Linked DNA regions of Capra hircus: region 2 is linked to region 1. The links are chromatin contacts, called in public Hi-C maps. All regions are on one chromosome and are shown on one strand. Each heading gives the region's core, a stretch centred on a gene start, on an enhancer-like site or on the middle of the called end of the contact. The rest is flanking DNA. Distances are from core to core; before and after follow the strand shown. Region 1 overlaps SELP (P-selectin). Region 2 holds the start of SELL (L-selectin).

Region 1 (5,134 bases), core at 1,510-4,009:
ATTCTCCACTCTGACAGGCTGGGTCAGCACCTGACGCATAGCTAGAACAATTTTAAGACTATGACTGCTACTGATACTACTGCTGCTGCTACTACTACTATTAGTAATAATGGCAATATACAATATTTATTGAGCATTTTAATTTAACTCCATGAGGTTGTTAAAATTATTGCTCCCATTTTAAAGATGAGAAAAGACTTATATATAAAATACAGGTGTTCTCTCCATTTAAAGCCATCTACTTCATATGACTGAGATCATAGTGTACATATAATTTTTATTCTGCTTTTTCACCTAACATTGTACATTGAGATACGTCTCATATCTTTTCAAGGTGCAATAGATCATATTCCTTTCATGGCTCCACCATAGTTAATTTTCAGCCTCTAACTAGTGGCAGTTATGTTTGTTTTCAATATTTTTCTCTCACATATGATAAAAAAAAAAAAAAGGGCTTCTCTGGTGGCTTAGCTGGTAAAGAAGCCACCTGCAATGCAGGAGACCTGGGTTTGATCCCTGGGTTGGGAAGATCCCCTGGAGAAGGGAAAGGCTACCCACTCCAGTATTCTGGTCTGGAGAATTCCATGGACTGTATAGTTCATGGAGTCACAAAGAGTCGGACATGACTGAGTGACTTTCACTTATGATAAATGATAAAAATTTAGTGGTATTTATGTTTGTTTTCAGTATTTGCTCTCACAAATGATATGATAAAACTTCTCCAAAATGATTTTTGATATGCATCTTATTACATACTTAGCATCGATTCTTGGGTCCAAAATTACAATATTTTTAAAACTATGGATGCATATTATCAAATGCTTAACAATGACTCAGCGTTTCCTCATAAAGTCATTCAACTGGCATTGTGACTATATGATACTTTTCTCATCCTCCTGGTTAAACATGCCCAATTCAGAGATCTTTCTTGTCGGCATTAGAAAGAGTTAAGGGGTGGGAATCAATGAGTACTTGTGTATTACTCCTTCCTCACTCCCTACTTCCTCCCTCCTTAGCATTGCAGTGCCAGGATCTTCCGACCTCAAACAAGGCCCGGGTGAACTGCTCGCATCCCTTTGGTGACTTTAGGTACCAGTCGACCTGTAGCTTCACCTGCGATGAAGGTTCATTCCTGGTGGGAGCAAGTGTGCTGCAATGCCTGGATACAGGGAACTGGGATGCTCCTTTTCCAGAATGCCAAGGTAGGATGAACTCTTTCCAGTGTCTTAGAAACAAATTGTAGTTATTTTTAAAAGCTATATTTAAAAGGTAGTAACTGTCTAGGGGACAGAAGCTTGAAATGGACTAGAAAATGAATAAACACTATCATCAGGAAGCCCTTGTTATCAGGTCACATGGGGATCCCACGCGCAGAGGCCTTGAGGGGCTGGCAGATACCACAAGCGACAGGATGTCCGACGGCAGGACAGGGGCATGGGCTGAAGGTCCCTATCATGAACTAGGTTCGCTGGTCTCACTTGGCTAAAGATAGTCGCTGGAAACAAGGCCAGGGAAAAAGACAGTCCCATGATGTTGTTCCAAGAGTAATCTGGCACTTTAATCCTAGGAAACACAGAGTGTAGTGGTGGAATGGCAGGTAGCGCATGGGTTTAATAGGAGAAGGGGAGGGGCAGCATTTACAGGTGCCTGGCTGCAAACAAGATTGGAGAAACCCACTTAGAGTAAAGTGAAGAGTGATTAAAACAGAAAGAAACTAATCTACACATGCAAAGTCACAGGATTCTCGGAAGAAAAAAAGTACCTATTCACTATAATCATATATGTCTGCATTTCACCTGATATAAAATAAAGCCAGTTATTGAGTGAAATGGAACTGGTTCTGATCATCTGGGTTTGGAAATTGAAAGATAGATGTATACTTTTTATACTCCCCATTCCTTTTTCTATCCAATTATTTACTTATATTTATGTCAAACCCTACCTTTAAAAGATAACATTTGTATTTATAAAAGCTTCTCTTGTAGCTCAGTAGGTAAAGAATCTGCCTGCAGTGCAGGAGACTTGGGTTCGATCCCTGGGTTGGGAAGATCCCCTGGAGAAGGAAATGGTAACCCACTCCAGTATCCTTGCCTGGAAAATCTCAGAGACAGAGGAGCCTGGTGGGCTACAGTCCATGGGGTCGCAAAGAGTTGGGCATGACTGAGCGACTAACATTACTTACCTTTAAAAGATAACATTTGTATTTATAAAAGCTCTAGAAAAATAAACAAAAAAATCTTCTTACATACTGTCCCCAAAATACCCCACCCTAAAATAGACACTGGTTATATTTCTCTATTATTGTATAAATTCCTCCAATGTTTTCCCACTTTCCCCTCCACACAATTAGTATTTTTATGAGGCATATATAAGCTTAATAATAAAATTAGATAGGTAAAATACTAGACAATTCTGCATCATTTGCCTTTGCTTTTCGCTTTGTGCCCGCTTTCAACATGAGTAAAAGCAGACAGATACATGTTTTTAATAAAAAGGAAACCACTTGCTATTCAGGTCACACATAAGCACACACAAGCACACATACACGCACACTACTATTAAGTTAGGTCAACACAGAGTGAACCAATGAATGAGCAAAGGGGCTGACCAGCTCAACAGAGCTGCATGGTCTTTATCCCCAGACACAAGAGAGCCTGGCAAGCCCCGGGGGCTAAGGCTGAGCCCACCTTCCGAGCTGGGTCTGCAGAGACCAGGCTGAGGCTTGTGACCTTGGCCCCTCAGCTCTCACCCTGGCTACGCTGAAGCCTGGATACACTACAAAGTCCGCACGACTGTAGGGAAGAACCTGGGAGTCCCTGAGGGCGTTCCAGTGCACAGCACCTTTCCGGACAGCCTTGGGCTGTGCAGGGCACAGATTACAGTTCATTGCTCCATACTGGCCTGCCTGTGGGTGTTTCACAGGAGGGAGGCTGACACTCACCACGGCTTCCTGTGACCTTCTAGTTCCCTTCCGCTTTTAGTTCTTTGTTTACTCTGACTGAACTTTCTCCTCTTGCTGCTGAGCGAGCATCATGTGAAATACCCAAATGTGGTCTGGGCAGGAAGGTACCATGAGGCTTGCAACCTACTAGCTGTTGTAATGTGCCCCAAATGTGTTATCAGTTTCCTTTTCCAATGCCACACCCCCACACCCACCTTCCCACCCCAGCTATCAGAAGGCAGAGTCACAATAGAGCAGCACACAGACTCATGCACCAACACTCATCGCACCACACTTGTCCTGCTTGGCTTGTCTCCTCTCCCCTCTCCTCACCCCCACACCGAATACAGAAAGACTTTTCAAGCGGTGGAAAATACCAGGTCTTTGGACAAATGGATGAGATGGGGGATGTAGCTGGAGAGAAGAAGGGAAGAGAGAGGTGCAGAAAATGCTCACAAAGCCTCAAGCAGTTCAAATCTGTGGCTGAAAGACAGCCCTGGTTCATCCACACTACCACTGTCTCTGGTCTAAAGCCACACACGACCCAATCAGGCCAAAGAATGCAGAAGAAACACCTTAAACCATGTTTTCATTTTTTTAAAAGCTAGCGTGTTTAATTGAGTTTTATTTCATTAATTGGCTGAGGGATATCTTGGCAGCCATTAACATTTGCATACATAGTGTTTTCATTTTTGAACCTTATAAAAATCCTGAGAACTATGTAATGCTATTATCCAGATTTTAAAGGTGAATAAACATATGGAAATTCAGAGAGGTTAAGGGACTGGCCGAAAGTCACAGAGCATGATCTCTAACCAAATCAAATCCTCTAGCACCACAAACTCCACATGGATAAACTGTGGCAAAGAACTGTGATATCTTATTGACCATTTTTTGTAAGTAGACAGGTAGAGTCATTTGCTGCTGGTCATTACAGGATGAGACTGGTGGAAAGAGCATTTGCAGATGGCCAGTTCCATTATTTGCCTACCTTGTGTCATGATTTTTTAATTTAATTTTTGCCTATATTTTGTTAACTTATTATTTTATATAATAAATTTGAGGTTCTCCGCAAAGCAAAGATTGTTATTTTCCCCATTTCATAGATGAAGCAACTGAGGTTCAGTATGTTTATTGTCCAGAGATGCACTGCCAGTGAGTAACAGAGGCAAGTTTTGGACCCAGAGTTCATCACTTGGTTGGGGGAAGGAAATTTTGGAAGAGGAGAAAGTATTTCACTCCATTTCCCTATTTCCAATCACTTGTCATTGTTTTCTGGCAATGTTATTGGGTCTACCTCTGAAGAAAGTGTCAAGGAAGCAGTCACTCCCACTCTCATCCAGGGGTAACTAACATGAGCTGCATCACCATCACCATCTTTCCCAACAAAGTGCCAGCATCCTTTTAAATCACCCCTAAAGCTCCTTTAAATCTCTTTAGGGGTAAGCGTTTCAGAATACCAACCCACTGTCAGCTGCCGTTTCACACATTCAGGACGTCTAACTGGTGACTAGCATCATGCAATTTAAACAATCATTCTAACCCAGTACTGCACTGGTCTGTTAAGGACACACACACACACACACACACACACACACACACACACACACACACACACTGATTTAAGTGGCTGTGTTCTAAAACAATCTCCTCTCTCCTCCTTGTCTATGCCCATGCTAGCTGTTACCTGTGCACCTCTGCCAAACCCTCAGAATGGAGAAAAGACTTGTGTCCAACCTCTTGGAGGTTCCAGTTATAAGTCCACATGCTGGTTCACCTGTCATGAGGGATTCTCTTTATCCGGACCAGAAAGACTGGACTGTACTCCATCTGGACACTGGACGGGCTCCCCACCAACATGTGAAGGTAGGACCATGGGTTTACCCTTTCTTATGGCTCCTCAGGTACCAGTATAGAATGGAGCCTCATCATCAGGAGTTCATGTAAACCTCAAGCTAAAGAAAGCCTTCTCTTCAAGGCATAACAATCTAGACCAAAAGCTTCCCCACCTCGAGTATTCTTGTTACAATAACTTTAACCATTTCATAGTTCCATAATGTATTTCAGTGTCATTGTGATGTTTGATGTTTATCACAATCCTGAAATAATGAGGATAGGCAATATTATCGCCATTTTATGGATGAGAAAATAGAGGCTCAGAGATTAGGTAATTTATGGAAATTCATACTATTA
Region 2 (5,134 bases), core at 805-3,304, 110 kb before region 1:
AAGTAATTGGAAGGATGGGGTTATAATTTACTGAAATGGGAAAGGCTGTGGGAAGAACCCACCAGGTATGGAGGAAGTTCAATTCAGTACATGCACAATTTGAGAGGCTTGAGGTGAGGTGAAGTCGCTCAGTCGTGTTCGACTCTTTGCGACCCCATGGACTGTAGCCTACCAGGCTCCTCTATCCATGGGATTTTCCAGGCAAGAGTACTGGAGTGGGTTGCCATTTCCTTCTCCACAAAGTCATCAGCATCTAGCTGGTCATCAAAGTGTAGAGACTGGATTGTGTTGTCAAGTCCATGAAGGTAAATAAGAAGAGAAAAAGCAGTGAGCAGCGGAGCACTCCAAAGGTCTGGTGGTTGGAGAGATGAGGGAGAGTCAAGAAATGAAATAGAGAGGGACTAGCCAGGGAAGCAGGAGGAAGTTCAGGAGTGCGTGTGTGCACCACTGGTCAGTCACGTCCGACTCTGCGACCGCATGAACTGTAACACACCAGGTTCCTCTGTCCATGGGATTTCCCAGGTAAGAATATTGGAGTAGGTTGCCATTTCCTCCTCCAGCGGATCTTCCCAAATCTGGGATCAAATCTGAGTTTCCTTCATTGGCAGCTGGATTCTTTACTGCTGAGTCACTAGGGAAGTGAAATCCAGGAGCTGATTGGTCAAATAAGATGAAGACAGATAACTGGCTTTTGGCTTCAGTGAAGTGAAGGACCTCGGCAAGAGCAGTGTCTGGGGATGTGTGTGGCTGGAAGCCTGGTTGGATGGACAAGGGTTGAGAGAATTAAAAGGAAGGACTTAGAAACACAGGTCTAGACATGTCTTTGGAGTATACATAGCAGGAGCACTGGCAATTCTCCATCTTCTTAGCTCCCAGGTTGGTTCCCACTTCAGCATGTCTTCTGGGTTCCTTTCAGAATTGCAGCTTAACTATCAGCAGCATGGTTTCCAGGACTGACTGACCCTGGTTCAAAACTCCAGCCCTGTCTCTTACTACTTTTGTGACTAAAGCAACTTTTTTAACCTCTCTGAGACTTTTAAAAACGGGGATAATAATTATATTCACTGGAGAGCAGTAATACTTAATATAATTACTGGATTATTGTTTTAATATTACTGCTTAAATATAATAATTTAAGCAGTACTATTTGATATAATTACTGGAGAGCTGTGATGTTAAGCTTTATAAAGGTTAAATAAGGTGATAAATATGGAGTGTTGAGCCCTACACAATTGTTGTTGTTACTATCTTTTTAAAAATGTTAATCTGACTATGTCAGTAACTCTTCCTTTACATTTCCCTCCACCATACGGATCCTAATTTTGTATGCAGTCTATCTCCTTTACATCTTAGGTCTAGAAATATAAAGGTACCTGTAGGCCCTGACACCTGCTAGGGCAAAAAGCTAGAGTCGCCGATCTTCAGGAGGTGCCATTAATAAGAACGTCCACTAGGGGGTGAGCAAGGAAAGAGGGAGGAGAAAGAGCTACCATTAATCCAGTCTGTTGGGTTAGCTCTCCTGGAGTTTAACAGGGCCTCCCCATGTAGCTCAGGGGTAAAGAATCCATCTGCCAATGCAAGGAGATGCTTGCTGGTTGAAATTCCATGGACAGAGGAGCCTGGCGGGCTACAGTCCACGGGGTCGAAAAGAGTCGGATACAGCTGAGCACACAAACCCTGAGGTTTAAGACTTTATAAATCTGGCCAAAATAATAATGTTTTGAATGTGTGGTGCTTGAAACTGTCAGGGGCTCTCTACCATGGATCGCCAGGAGCTAGTCTAATGCTTATAAAAAGAAAGGAGAGAGAGACAGAGAAAGGAGGAGGAGGAGGAGGAGAGGAAGAAGAAAGGGGAGGAGAAGGTGGGGAGGAGGTTGGAAGGAAGGGAGAAAGGAAGAGGGAGGGAGCAAAGGAGGGAAGAAGGGAAGATCCAGCACTAATGTCTTGGATCAGCAGTTCTTGTTTTCTTAGGGTTGGTGCTAGAGCGCAGACTAGGAAAGGGGTGGAGAAAGAGGTGCAGAGAGGTGGAGGAAGGGGAGGAAGAAGGGGAAGGGGAGGGTGTGAGCCTTGGTTAGAGATATGAAAGAAAGTAAGCCTTTCTGGGGACAGTGAGTGCAGTCTTCCTGCACACCCAGCCTTGGGCAAGGACCCAGAGACCTGTGGTGCTGAGCTGAGAGGCTGAAGGGCTGCAAAAGGACGGAGCAAAGCCATGGTAAGCTTTTCAGCCTAAAATATGTCCAGATGCTCAGATAGAACCTCGTCTTGGAATGCAGAGGCAGGTGGCAGAAGACAAGAAGCAGCACATTTATTTTTTGGTTTAAAAAAGCCAAAACTAAAATTGCTGAGTCTAAATTAAAAAGTGTTCCTAGAATCTCTCTTCCCACGTGTGCTGATTTCTTCTCCTTGACTTGTCTCTACTGAGGGTTCCTGAAGAAGTACTACAATCTTGCGGAAATTAGCACTCTTGTGACTGAACACTGACACTATCTTGAGAATTGATACATTTCAGAAAATATGATGTAAAGATGTGAAGAAATTTTATGGTCTTGTCATCTGAGTTGCTCAAAATGTATTTCTGTTTAGTTGAGAAAAAATGAACTCCTTTCTTTCAGTAGTGTCTGTTTGGTTACCTACTTCTTTTAGGAATTTGGAGTACTGACCCATCATAGTTAAGTGTGAGTTTTTAATATTAAATCTAGACACTAATAGTTCATTAAGGACTAAGTAAGTAAGTGTTAGCTGCTCAATCGTGTGCCACTCTTTGCAACCCCATGGACTGCAGCCTGCCAGGCTCCTCTGTCCATGGGATTCTCCAGGCAAGAATACTGGAGTGGGTTGTCATTTTCTTCTCCAATTAAGGACCAAAGAACACTTAAAAAATATATGTACTAACTATCACATAGCTTTATCTGACAGCTCAGCAGATAAGTAGATGCAAAAAGTTACTGAAATGTAGAAAAAAATATCAGAACAGCAGCAATAGCAGCTTGAGGCTAAAATAGGAGGAAAAAAAAAACAACTATACACCAGTTTTGAAGCAAATTTAACTCTACTTTTTCACCCATGTCTGAGAAATCTCTTACCTCAGACAAGGTTAGTAGGCATATGCGTTATACTTTGAACTTTGAGAAAGTTGTAAGTACCTCTTCAAGGTACCTGTAAAATGGTGATTTAGAGTATAAATCTGAGTAAAATTTTGTATTCTATTTGCAGCTATGTCCATGGAAATGTCAAAATGTTCAGAGGGGCTTGTGGAATGTCTTTCAACTGTGGGTCTGGATTATGCTCTGTTGCGGTATGTTATGATTTTTTTTATATTGCTAAGCTTTTTAAAAAACATATGTTCAGGTTTTGGTAAATATCTACTGAGTGTACACAGGTAAAAGTGGCAGGTAAAAGTATTAGGTAGATGGCTGCTAATTCTACCCTTTCTGCAAACATCCCTTTTCTTCCTTTCACCTTTAATATTTCCTTCCCCAGAGAACGCCTAGCCTTGACCCAACTTTTGCTGCAGGGTTTATTCTATGACATGATTTATTCCTTAATCATAACTGTTTCCCAGTTCTCTGTACATTTTATATTTGTTTAATTTGATCAAGATTAATTATGTATTCTTTGCATCTGTTATTCCCTGCTCAGAGTCCTTAGGAAACTATAAAAATTGAATCTGTGTTTTCTTTGGTATTTCTCCATAGTATTTGCCCTACACAGTGAAAACTCAGCAAATGGTGATGGCTGTGAAAACTTTCACCTTGTGCTATAATAGTGCTTCACTTAGACCATACCATGCTTAGAATGGCATGTATTATTATAGTGTCATTGTGTAATTATGTGTTTGTTTTGATTTCTTCAAAGACCTCATATTTGAAGCACCCATGTGATTATTAAACACCATCAGCTGAATATCTTTGTGTGTGTAACAAAATCTAAAATTAGTTTCATAATCCTACCTCATCTGGTTTTGTAAATTGTTCTTTTTCTATTTTGTATATAAGGCTTGGACTGTCTGTTTTCCCAGAAGCAGCTCTTTCATGGTAAAACATTATCTTTTTGACATAAAAGAGGTTACTTCAAAGTGTGCCATTATTTCTCTTCTTATTTTACTTCTCCTTTAGAAACATAAATATTGGTCTTTAGGAAATTATCCCAGAATGAAAGAGTGGGCAATAAATTTTAGAGTTATATGATACTGTAATTAAATTAACTTTAAATGATTGAGAGCCACTAAGAAATATGAATTTCTAAAATATGTTGGTTAAATTTTACTGGAAATAAGTTTTGAGAAAAAAACTAGTTTATGAAAATAAATCTAGAAAGCCACCAAATTCATCTAAAATAGAGCTATGAGCAAAAGTATTCCATATTATGGTGAAAAGTGATTGGGACTAGAAGTTCTAGGTTCTACTTCAGATCTGCAGGTGACTAATTCCACAGCCTCAAGCAGGTAACTTACCCTCTTGAGGTGTCAGCTTCCTCGTCTCTAAATGTCAGGATCAGCTTGGATTAGTTCTAGGTTCTTTTCAGCTATAACCATGCGGCTACACAATTCACACTGATGTCTTTCAGATTTCTTTGCGCATCGTGGCACCGATTGCTGGACTTACCATTATTCTAAAAGACCCATGCCCTGGGAAGAGGCTAGAGCGTTCTGCAGGAGAAATTACACAGATTTAGTTGCCATACAAAACAAGGGAGAGATCGAATACCTGAATAAGACACTTCCCTTCAGTCGTACTTACTACTGGATTGGAATCCGGAAAGTAGAAGGGGTGTGGACTTGGGTGGGAACCAACAAATCTCTCACTGAAGAAGCAAAGAACTGGGGTGAAGGGGAGCCCAACAACAGGAAGAGTAAGGAGGACTGTGTGGAAATCTATATCAAGAGGATCAAAGACTCGGGGAAATGGAACGATGATGCCTGCCACAAAGCAAAGAGAGCCCTCTGCTACACAGGTAGGGACTGACCAGACTGCTGCCCTGCTCAGGGAGGGCAGAGTGCAGAGGACGAATGCGCTAACCCCATGGGAACCTGGGGCCACAGAGCAGCTGCTAGGGCATTCTGAAACAGGGCCAGTCCTCTAACTAAGCTTGAATCATGTCACTTCTGAGCATTTTTGGTGGGTGAGACTAGGCC

What was found. A called contact is a pair of places that touch in the nucleus more often than the background predicts.
Region 2: a Hi-C map of liver shows a contact between it and region 1, with 6 times the contacts expected there. The contact joins the promoter of SELL here to the enhancer-like site in region 1. A contact is called at or near these places in 4 of 5 Hi-C or Micro-C datasets (blood and liver).

What each region holds. Positions count from the first base shown.
Region 1 is chr16:35,786,651-35,791,784 of ARS1.2, reverse strand. It overlaps SELP (P-selectin), which reads left to right. Exons shown (of 16, transcript XM_013970188.2): 8 at 1,017-1,202; 9 at 4,622-4,807. Among named protein-coding and RNA genes, the nearest start is that of F5, 21 kb to the right of the region's middle. Within about 2 kb of position 2,759, at least 1 of the 5 cell types and tissues checked has an H3K27ac peak or open chromatin away from gene starts, as enhancers often do.
Region 2 is chr16:35,896,920-35,902,053 of ARS1.2, reverse strand. It overlaps SELL (L-selectin), which reads left to right and starts at 2,054. Exons shown (of 9, transcript XM_018060287.1): 1 at 2,054-2,212; 2 at 3,214-3,295; 3 at 4,567-4,953. The coding sequence starts at 2,210.